2 separate regions of the Danio rerio genome follow, and region 1 is linked to region 2. Evidence: chromatin contacts called from public Micro-C data. All regions are on one chromosome and are shown on one strand. The core of a region is the stretch at or near the end of the contact, and the rest is flanking DNA. Distances in the headings are between cores, read along the strand shown. Region 1 overlaps saa (serum amyloid A). Region 2 holds the start of sh3gl3a (SH3-domain GRB2-like 3a).

The links. Hi-C and Micro-C count contacts between places; a contact is called where the count stands out from the background.
Region 1: a Micro-C map of caudal fin shows a contact between it and region 2, with 15 times the contacts expected there. The contact joins the enhancer-like site here to the promoter of sh3gl3a in region 2. A contact is called at or near these places in 3 of 18 Hi-C or Micro-C datasets (caudal fin, embryo and hematopoietic stem cells).

Annotation. Positions count from the first base shown.
Region 1 is chr7:12,918,075-12,924,008 of GRCz12tu, reverse strand. It overlaps saa (serum amyloid A), which reads right to left. Exons shown (of 4, transcript NM_001005599.2): 3 at 4,250-4,388; 4 at 2,336-2,715. The coding sequence ends at 2,577. Among named protein-coding and RNA genes, the nearest start is that of saa, 5.3 kb to the right of the region's middle. Within about 2 kb of position 1,543, at least 4 of the 62 cell types and tissues checked have an H3K27ac peak or open chromatin away from gene starts, as enhancers often do. A contact at or near this core is called in caudal fin, where this site is marked.
Region 2 is chr7:12,872,857-12,878,509 of GRCz12tu, reverse strand. sh3gl3a (SH3-domain GRB2-like 3a) reads left to right here and starts at 4,078. Exons shown (of 9, transcript NM_001081691.2): 1 at 4,078-4,294. The coding sequence starts at 4,250.

The DNA.
Region 1 (5,934 bases), core at 294-2,793, 48 kb before region 2:
ATAGGTATTGATTTTGTAAACCAGGAAAACTTTTTTTTATCCAGACGAAAGACTGAATCTTTAATGATTTACTGAAAAACAAAAACTTTGACTGAGGATTAGTGAATTAAACAGCAAATATTCATTTTTGGTGAGCTATTCCTTTAATTTCAGCATCCTCTGTCAGTCAGCCAAGACTTCTAAAGCTTTAATAAAAGTATTGTTCGTTTAGTCATAACAAGAGTTTCACGGTTGTAATGATATACCATGAACACAGTTATTGTGATGTTTCCTGTGTTGCACGTCCATTTTAGTGTAGTTGGATGTTCTAGACCAACTTCAGTTTTTTAACTGGGTTCCAAGTGGATACAAGAAGACAGCTATACTGAAGATTTTATATTAGAAACTGGAGAAAATTGTCAAATTCTGCTTGTAGTGCATCCGAATCAATTGATTTATCAGCTTCTGAATCCCATTGGGAAACAATTATAAAACTGATGCTTCTAGGATGAACAATGTGTGTATTCAGGACGAAACTAGCTAAATGACTTGTAGACTAGATTGTGAATACTTCTAGTTTTGCTTTTATATTGACTTTTTTTCTGTTGGTTGTACTCCCAGATGTTAAAAACAGTGGGAATTCCAGATGCCTGCACCAGCACGTCCCCAACGCTTGCCAACCCATCATTCAATTGGATGCAATAGAAATATACATATATATTTTGATATTATACCAATATTATTTAACATGAGACGGCTTCACCCTGGAATTACAGGCTATACAGTAGCTATTCAACATTTTAGGTGGATCAAAATGGTTGTTCAAAATTGTCCTAAGACAAGAATGGGTGTTGTTCAGTAGTTTTAGGACAACTTTGATGAAAGGTTTTGATCTTTAAATGTTGTTGACTAATGTAATAACACGTCTAAGCCATAGCGACCCCTGCTGAAAATTCAATATAGCTAAACCCTCACAGAGTAACAGTTTTAATGGTTATAATGGGAATTGTATGGGTTTTAATGGAAACTGTAATGCTTCCTGTGGGTCTCAAATGGCAACTTGCTGTCTTCCATTGGTGGCCTGTTATAAGCGTTTAATCCTAATGGAGTAAATCCCCAAAACCCACATTAAAATGTGCTGTTTTTATTGGTTAACATTTGATGGTTTGCAATGCCTTTATGGTATTTGCTGTAGAATATATAAGAATGTCTTTGATGGTTTCTATACTGTCGGCCTATATATTTTAATAGAACAGGAGCATATGCACATTAAAAACACGTCAAATGCCACATGTGCTGGTGCATGACAGCATTAAACACACATAGGCCTGTAGGCAGGGGTGTCAAACTCAATTCCTGGAGGGCCGAAGCCCTGCACAGTTTAGTTCCAACCCTGCTCCAACACACTTACCTGTAGGTTTCAAACAAGCCTGAAGGACTCAATTAGTTTGATCAGGTGTGTTTAATTAGGGTTGGAACTAAACTGTGCTGAGCTGCGGCCCTTTTGGAACCGAGTTTGACACCTGTGATCTACGGATATCAATGTGGAGGACAGTTGCTTGTGTGACCGGAAGGAGGCGCTCCGGCATAAACAGTGAGTGAGTGAGTGAGTGACGTGAATGAAAACAGACGAAGTTTTACACAAATTTCGACATTTTTTGACAGACATTTTGATTATATTTTATTATCTCACAAGTTCTCATAATTACATAACACCACGTATTGAACTACAGCAAAACTACCCAGAGAGATGAGGTTAACGTTAGTCGTGAGGTGAGTCGTTTATTTCTATTATCACACAGATAAAGTTAGCGTTACATATAAAACCATGAAAGTAAACTGAGTAAGTTAATTTGAGTTAAACAATTGTTACTGTAAATTCAACATGGTTTTGTTATAATAACTATTATTTAATCATGTTATATTAGTAAAACTGTAACCAGTCCACACCTGGCAGCTACTAATTGCTGGCTAAGTTACTAATATTAACGTTATAGCCTAACTGTTATATCCATAGTTTTTATGACATACGCAAGAAAAGAGTTTCCTCTATAAAATACAATTGATAAAACGTTTTTTTTTTCTCTTCAATATAAAGTTTAATAAATTAAAGTAACGTTAACATAAAATATTACATTTTGATTTTGTAAATTTCCTTAATGGCAGCATTCAAGAAAAAATACTAGACTAAGGTTGTATTCTTTAATAATAAGACTTTTAAAAGACATTATATGGAACACATTATATCACCTCAACTTCAATATTAAAAATCAAACAAATATGTGAAAGATGTATTATTTGCATAAAGAATTAAAGAAAAAAACATTAAGACATAAGAAAAGCAGAAACACGTGACTTATGTTGTTTTCTTTATTAAGACTTAAAAACATTAAATTCACCAAATAACAACACTTTAACTTCAATATAACATATTAAGAATAAAACAAATATGTCAAAGAAAGGTGTACAGTAATATTTGCATACATGGAGATTTGAAGAAAATAACCATCAATATATAAAGTGAGTGAAATGGCTTAATATTTGTCATGCAAACTACTGCTTTAGTTGATGATTTAAGTCTTCTGGGGGTCATCTTCTCAGTACTTTATGGGCAGGCCTTTAGGTCTGTATTTGTTGGGGTCTCCGCCGTTTCGGCCCCAGAGATTGGCCTCCTGATCGGCTGCAGCATCTGAATTGCCTCTGCGAATGAGACCTTGCAGAGCCTCCCGTCCATCACTGAACACATCACAACAAGGTTTGACAATGATTTCCTACAATATTGTGCAACGATTCATCAAATATATTTAAAACGGCTTAATAAAGGGCGACACGGTGGTGCAGTAGGTAGTGCTGTCGCCTCACAGCAAGAAGGTCGCTGGTTTGAGCCTCGGCTGGGTCAGTTGGCCTTTCTGCGTGGAGTTTGCATGTTCTCCCTGTGTTTGTGTGGGTTTCCTCCAGGTACTCGAAATAGCAACACGCCAGTAATGTGCTTCAACACGCCTCCTTTTTTTTAGACCAAAACGCCTATGGGCGCACATATGAGTGCAAATGCATTTGCTATTTAAACAGCGTGGTGCAAAACATCAAAACGACTCTTGCGCCTAGCTGAAACTAGCAAACAACAATTGCGTTGAGCAATGCACCGCATAGCGCCGGGTGTATGATAGGACCCCTGATCTCACTTCTGTCTGGCTCCAGAATAATAATTTTTTTTTGCTAAAATGTAACGTTTTGCTAGCTGGGTCAGTTGGCGTTTCTGTGTGGAGTTTGTATGTTCTCCCTGTGTTGGTGTGGGTTTCCTCCAGGTGCTTCGGTTTCCCCCACAAGTCCAAAAACATGCGGTATAGATGAATTGGGTTAGCTTAATTGACCGTAGTGTATGTGTGTGAATAAGGCCCCGTTTACACTAGTGCGTTTTAGTTTTAAAACAGCGTTTTAGATAAAAAATGATCCACACTAGCGTTTCACCTAGCATCTCTGAACATATCTCCGTCCACACTACGCCACCAAAAACGTATATCACGTGACTATTTGCGCACTCTGGGCATGCGCATTCTAGTATAAACAGAAAGCATGTGTCTCGCTCGGCATTTAGTTATTGTTTGTCAACAACTGCGGGTTGTACATTAAACACGATGGCAAAGAATGCAAGAGAGGTATTTTTGTGGACAAACGACAAGGTCGAGTTGTTACTAAACGTAGCAAATGAATAACTGCACAATGGCGCCTAAAACAGACAATAGTGCAAACAACGCTCCCATTTCTGTGTCCATGTTGTTGTTTACAGTACTGTCTTCCGGTAGCGTTAAATCCATGTCTTATAGTCGTGTGATAGGGGCTTGACGAATAAGGGAAGGATACGCAATGACACAAAAGCCCCAATCAGGTAGCGAATCGCAGCAGTCCCGCCTCCGTTTTCCGATGTCTCTGTTTTTCCTCACTGAAACGGAGCAGCAGCGTTTTAGAATGAAAATGGCCTCTCCAGCGTTTTCAAAACGCTCGGTTTTCGGCGCTCGAGAACTCCGGCGTAGTGTGGACGGATGGCGTAATCGTAGCAAAACTTATGCGTTTTAAAACGAAAACGCATTAGTGTAAACGGGGCCTAAGATTGTATGGATGTTTCTCAAGACTGGGTTGCAGCTGGAAGGGCATCTACTGCGTAAAACATATGCTGGGACTAAAGGGACTAAGCCGAAAAGAAAATGAATCAATGAATAAAAATTCTTGGTCTGAGGAATATAGTTGTCGGGTTTAATCAAACATTATCAACCTGATAACTTTGGCTGCCCAATAGCCCCCAGGACCCCGCTGTGCAGCTTCATAGTTCCCGCGTGCATGGAAATACTTGTCCGAGTTCTTCCAATTGGCCTCTTTCATATGCTGGTAGGCACGCCACATGTCCTTTGCACCTTCAAAAATAGAGTAAAAAAAGTTAATTAAAGGGATAGTTCACCCAAAAATGAAAAATTCTGCCATCATCATAATACTCACTCACCCTTGACTTGTTTAAAATCGAGACATTAATCTTTTACTTGTCTATAAAATTTTAGCAAGATATTTACTGATTGGATGTTATGCATTACTTTGATGTTTGTCCATAAAAGTGTTATGCAGCACATGTTTTTTTTTCTGTTTGGTTTATGTACAAAGCACTCAGTCAAAAACAAAACCTTTATATAAATGAGTTCTATGAAATTTAAATAAAACATTTAAAATTAATTTTAGGGCGTCATGGTGGCACATTGGTAGCCCGATCACCTCACAGCAGGAAGGTTGCTGGTTCAGTTAGCATTTCTGTGTGGAGTTTGCATGTTCTCCCCATGTTGGCGTGTGTTTCCTCCAGGTGCTCCGGTTTCCCCCACAAGTCCAAAGACATGCGCTATAGGTGAATTTGAATAAGCCAAATTGGCCGTAGTGTATGTGTGTGAATGCAAGTGTGTATGAGTGTTTCCCAGTGTTAGATTGCAGCCGGAAGGTTGTCCGCTGCATAAAACATATGCTGGATAAGTTGCCAGTTCATTCCGCTGTGGCGACCCCAGATTAATAAAGGGACTAAGCCGAAATGAAAATGAATGAATACAATCAATTTCAGGTTACTTTCATGTTGAGCAAACTTTTTAACTTGATAAGTGCAGTGCAAAATGATATATATCCTACATATGCATCAAGTTAAATAAGCTTAAATATAAAAGTTTTGGTAGACTCTATCAATATATTTAATTAAGGCAACTACACTGTAAAACCCAACAGTCAACTTTATCAAATGAAATGAGTGTAGTTAACTCAAAATTGACTGAGAGTTAATTCTGCTCACTTGAAAAGAGTTTTGAACTCAGTGTTGAAGGTAATGAGTTAATTAAATGCCTCATTACTTCACAGTACTCAAATAGATAGGTTTTTTCAACTCAAATGATTTGTAGCAACCGGTTTCCTCAAACAACTTATTGGGTTTTGCAGTACTCAATTAATTTGAGTTCTCTTCAATTATTAATTATTTTCAGATTTAATCTTTAGTCAACTACACTCAAATAAATGACGTTTGCTGTTTGTTTAAACTATGTATTAACACTGTAAAACCAAACAGTCAACTTTATCAAATGAAATTAGTGTAGCTAACCTAAAATTGACTGAAAGTTAATTCTACTCATTTGAAAAGAGTTTTAAAAATCACAATACTCATATTGATGTTTTTTTTTATATCTCAAATGGTTTGTAGAAATCGGTTTCCTCAAACAGTTTGAGTTGCTTTAACTTATTGGGTTTTACAGTACTCAGATGGTTTGAGTTCTCTTCAATTATTGGGTTTTACTGTGCTCAGATTGCTTCATTTACTCAAATGGAGTAAGTTCACTGTACTCATTACGATTAGTTTTTGAACTTCAATGGTTTGTTGCAATAGGTTTCCTCAAATGTTTTGGGTTACCTTAATAATTTGGGTTTTCCAGTGAATTAATT
Region 2 (5,653 bases), core at 2,829-5,328:
AGGTGTGTTTGATTAAGGTTTGAGCTAAACTCTCCAGGACACTGGTCCTCCAGGACCGAGTTTGGACACCCCTGTTCTAAGACAATCGCGAAAACAGGCGCACTTCCGCATTTTAGAATAAGGTCAACAACAACTAACTCAGAAAGACTTACAATGTGTACTAGGTAGGACATCTAGTGGTGAATATGTGACCCTGGACCTCAAAACCAGTGTAATGTTGAAGCTGTTTTTTGGGAATAACCTAAATCTGATGATATGAGTCAAAACTATGCAAAACAAAAATCACAAATGTTTAGATTGACTTCCACGAAGAATTGTGTACATTTCCTTCCATAAATCTGTCAAAACATTTTTAATTATTATATATATATTATATTTTAAGTATTATGCATGGATGGAATTTGGACAAGTTTAAATGTATTTCTCTCAGTGATTAGATTTTCAAAGAGCTGAATCTTGGTCAACTATCAATCTGTCCTAACAAAAACAAAGGGGTATAGGGGAATTACCAACCTATTTCACACAGGTTCAACCACACATACCAGTCGCAAAAAAGACCTGTTGCAATAAACATGTCGTGTTGTGCTGTAGGATGTTAAATTCTCCTTTTGAGAAGTGGCTAACAGCCATCAAAAGAGCTGAATGTAGTGAGGACCTGATTAAAAATGCTGGACTGCAGTTCTCATTTTATATCAGGTAAGTTCACGCTATGCTGAATCACACTGTCAGGTTTTTGTTGTGTTTTCTCTGTCTCCCTCTTGTGTCTAGTTATTTGTAAGCGGTTTAACCTGTTAGCAATTCCCTTGTTTCCCGTCCTCTCCTTTCACCTGTTCTCCCTGATTATTTGGCTATTTCGTCTCCCCTTCTCCCTCGTTCTGTGCTTAAAAATTATTTTGTGTCTGTGAGTTACCTGTCCTTCCTGATCAGAAGATGGAACCTTGTCCAGTCCAGTCCTGTTCTGTCTTTACCCACTTCGTTCGTTCACCTGTGCATTGGCTCACCTCTGCTCTGCCCACAGTCTGCGCTTGTGTGAGGTCTATCCATCAGCTCGGCTGCCTGAGGTCTGTTCTTTTATTTTTCAACTGTTCAGCCAATAGGCTTTTTCTGTTTGACCAGTCCAGCATCACAGAGCTGATTCCTGACTGCCTGTGTTTCCACTATATTATTTGAGTGACTGTTTCCCTACTGCTTATAGAGCAGAGTTTTGATCCACTTCTGTTTAATAAATCTTCTTGAACGTCTCCCTTGCACCTGCAGACACTGAATGCTAAGAATGAAACGTAAAAGGGTAAGTTCACATGCCCTACCGTACAGGTGCAGTTCACTGTCAGAATGCAGTTGTTTTGCTTGTTGTCTACTTCCCTTGTCTTTGGCTAGGCAGAACCTCAGTTTTTACCACTACATGAATCTGGTAATCATGGATCCTTATTTCTTGCACATGACCACACAGAACAAAACTGTTGGCATCCAAAGACTTGTACAGTAGGCCTTTAACTCCTCTCTTGTAAAATCACTCTGAGTTTCAGTGAGATAGTTGTGTATTTGGGGCTGGATGCTTGGGCATTTCGTCTTATCCAATATCCATTGGGAGGGTGCTATCGCAAATAGACCTATCAGATGAACGCCGCTCACTTTAACGTTCATTTTGCCACATAACTGTGCTTATCACTGGGTGACAAGCTGTTATGATACACTGAACACATTATGTAAATAATATATATAATATGTAATCAATATAACTTATTTCTAAGACAACAACAAACTCTGTAGATACTGCATCAGATGTCATTTCATCGCTGTAAATACTAGCGATCCCGTTTTTGTTCTGCAACCTCACCGCCTTGGCATCCTGAATGTAACAAACCGATAATTCGTCTATATGCACACAGACTTTTAATTTCAATCAGCCAACCCAAGTTGAACTGACTTAGCATTACAAAATCACCAAGTTTAAGATCTGATTTCTTTACAAATCAGCAATCTTCGCTGCCTGATAGATATACAATATAAAGTGGGTCTCAGGCTGGACAAGAAGCACTGCATTGAATTCAAATTTTTCCCCGCCATGTCTTTAAAATAGAATCATTTATTTTACCACAGTATATTGAATGGACTTTCTGCCTGTTCATCCTGACAGCCTAATGGTTATGCAGGAATGGGCAAACCGGATCCTGGAGGGCCGGTGTCCTGTAATGTTTTGCTCCAACCCTAATCAAACACACCTGCCTGCAGCTTTCTAGTAATCTTGAAGACACTGATTAGTGTTTTCAGGTGTTTTATTAGTGTTTGAGCAAAAGTCTGCAGGGACACCGGCCCTCCAGAATCAAGTTTGCCCATGCCTGGGTTACACAGTCTTTCTTCTTATTTTAGGCTTAAACAACTAAATAAATCCTGAAGTCTACTTAAATCAATGTGTTTTAATTACAGTACATTACAACATTGATGCTGTAGAAGCAACCATGTAAAAGAAAAAAAAAACATGTTTAACAATTATGTTGTCACATTAAATGTTCTCTGGAAGTTTATTATTGGCTGAAAAACACTAGCTCTGCATAGAGTCCCATTGAAGGCTTATTTATTCAGCTTTCATGTGCCCTATAAAGTTTAATTTTAAAATCTAAACCTATGACTGTGGTTTTGTGATACAGGGTCACATTTATGAAGATATAGATGAAAAGGCATAGATGACAAATGGATGGACAGATGGATGATGAATGGATGGACAGATGGATGATGAATGGATGGACAGATGGATGGATAAATGGATGGGTAGATGGACGGATGGATAGATGGATGATGAATGGATGGACGGATGGATGAATGGATGGATGGATGGATGTATGATGAATGGATGGGCGGATGGATGAATGGATGGATGGATGGATGAATGATGAATGGATGGGCGGATGGATGGATAGATGGATTGATGGATGATGAAAGGACGAATTGATGGACGGATGAATGGATGGATAGATGGATAGATGGATGAAGAATGGATGGACGGATGGATGGATGAATGATGCATGATGGATGGATGGATGGATGGATGATGAATGGATGGATGGATGAATGAATGGATGGATGGATAGATGATAGATGGATGGATGGATGGATGGATGGATGGATGGATGGATGGATGGATGGATGGATGGATAGATGGATAGATGGACAGACAGATGGATGGATGGAAAGATGATGGATGGATGAATGATAGATGTATGGACAAATGGATGGATGGATGGATGGATGGATGGATGGATGGATAGATGGATGGAGATGGATGTACAGATGGACAGATAAAGGATAGATAGATAGATAGATAGATAGATAGATAGATAGATAGATAGATAGATAGATAGATAGATAGATAGATAGATAGATAGATAGATAGATAATGAAGTAATTGTGTTAAATGAGGGGATCAGCTGTCTGGTTTTCACTGGTGGTCTGGACACCACAACAATAGATTTATTTGCATAGAAGGAACAGCGTGTTCCTTCTAGGAACAGTATTGCGACTGAAGAGCTGCCAGGGGGCAGCAGAGGACTCTATAAATGTCCTGTGGATACTTCACACACACACCACACACACACACACACACACACACACACACACACACACACACACACACACAGTTTCACACACATTTATATCCCGCTATTTTGCTCCTCACAAAATCGCAAACATTTACACGACACTCTGGACTCTGGATCAAGGTCTAAAAAGTGCGTTGGAGAGTCGCCATCTGTTTCCCGGATGGATGTTCGAGCTCTCGCATTTCCAGAGAATCTCCCTCGTGTTCCTGCCAAAGCCTTGATATATAGTGTTTTTTTTATTAAGAAAAAATACAAACAATACAAACACGCCGAACAATATGTCATGGATAAAAATAGCCTAATAAAAACCAAAATAAACAAAACGGGTAGATAAATAAATCATCACTCATTAAAGCAAAAGGTTAAAGACGTCTATCCACAGTAAAGGGGTTCTCCGAGATGCTGCCGTGACGTATGCGGCTCTCCGCCAATCAGAATCCTCGAAACAAACATAACCGACCAGCAGCACTTGTCAGTGAGGAAAGAAGAAAACCCACCGCGAAATGCAGGACCATCTTCCCCCAGCGGCGGTGAAATAACCCGAAAGCGATTCATACATCTGTTTTTATGCGCTTGGGAAGGATTATATCAGCATTTTTGGCCCCTCGAACGTTTTCTTTTCGCCTTATTTCGTGTTTCGGCTTGTTTTAAGGATGTCGGTGGCGGGGTTTAAGAAGCAGCTGCACAAAGCGAGTCAGGTAAGGAGACGCCCGAATCGTGCTGTTTATGTTTTAAAACCCGAGTTTTAGAGGCTTTAACTGGTGGATTTGCAGAAAGAGCTCGTGTATTGTGTTGGCTGAAGTGTTCTGCTGGGCTTTTGTGTTTTAAGAGGCCCGTTAGAGCGGCTGAACCGCCTCAGAGCCGCTTCACTTCTCATCTGAATATTTCCTTCAACTTTGCTACATTTCCCTCAGCGCTTTTGTTTATATATCTCGCTTCGTTGTGACGTAACTACGCGTTGTTGCACACACGCTTTTTGTAAATAAATGTATAAATAGCTTTATTTTTTTGTACTAGACTGCGTTTTCGACCTTTTTTTGGTAACGATGTAAACTTTAAGAATTAAAATACAACTAGTAATGAATAAAATCCTGATAAATGTACAAAACAATGTTGCACAAACATTTATTTTTGTAAATAAACATTTATTTTTGTAAATAAATGTACTATACTGCGTTTTTAGACAACTTGTAGCAATTTTAAAACAATAAGAATTAAAATACAAATGTTTTTAGGTGTCTGATTGAATAAAATCCAGATAAATGTACCAAAAATACATGTTGCACTCACCCTTTTTTTGTAAATAAATGTATAAATAGGTTTATTTTTGTAAATAATGTACTAACTTGTACTGCGTTTTTCAACCATTCAATGATAAAAACATTGAGAATTAGAATACAAATGTTTCCAGGTGTCTGAATGAATAAAATTCTGATAAATGTAGAAAATACATGTTGCACACACATTGTTTTGTAAATAAATGTGTTAAACTACGTTTTTCGACCACTTGTAGTAACGATAAAAACATTAAGCATTAAAATACAAATTTTTCCAGGTGTGTGAATGAATAAAATCCTGATAATCATGCAAAAATACATGTTGTACACACGTTTTTTTGTAAATAAATGTACTATACTATGGTTTTTGACAATTTGTAGTAACAATAAAACATTAAGACTTAAAATGCAACTGTTTCCAGGCGTCTGAATGAATAAAATCCTGATAAACGTACAAAAATGTTGCACCCACAATATTGTTTTTGTAAGTAAATGTACTATACTACGTTTTTAAACCATTCGTAGTTACGATAAAAAACAATAAGAATTAAAATACAACTGTTTCCAGGTGTTTGAATGAATGAAATCACAATAAACGTTCAAAAAACACATGTTGCACACACATTTTTTGTAAATTAATGTCATTAAGAAATAAAATACAAGTGTTTACAGGTGTCTGAATGAATAAAATAATGATAAATGTACAAAAATATACTGTTTCCAGGTGTTTGAATTAATAAAATTATAATAAACGTACAAAAAATACAAGTTGCACACACA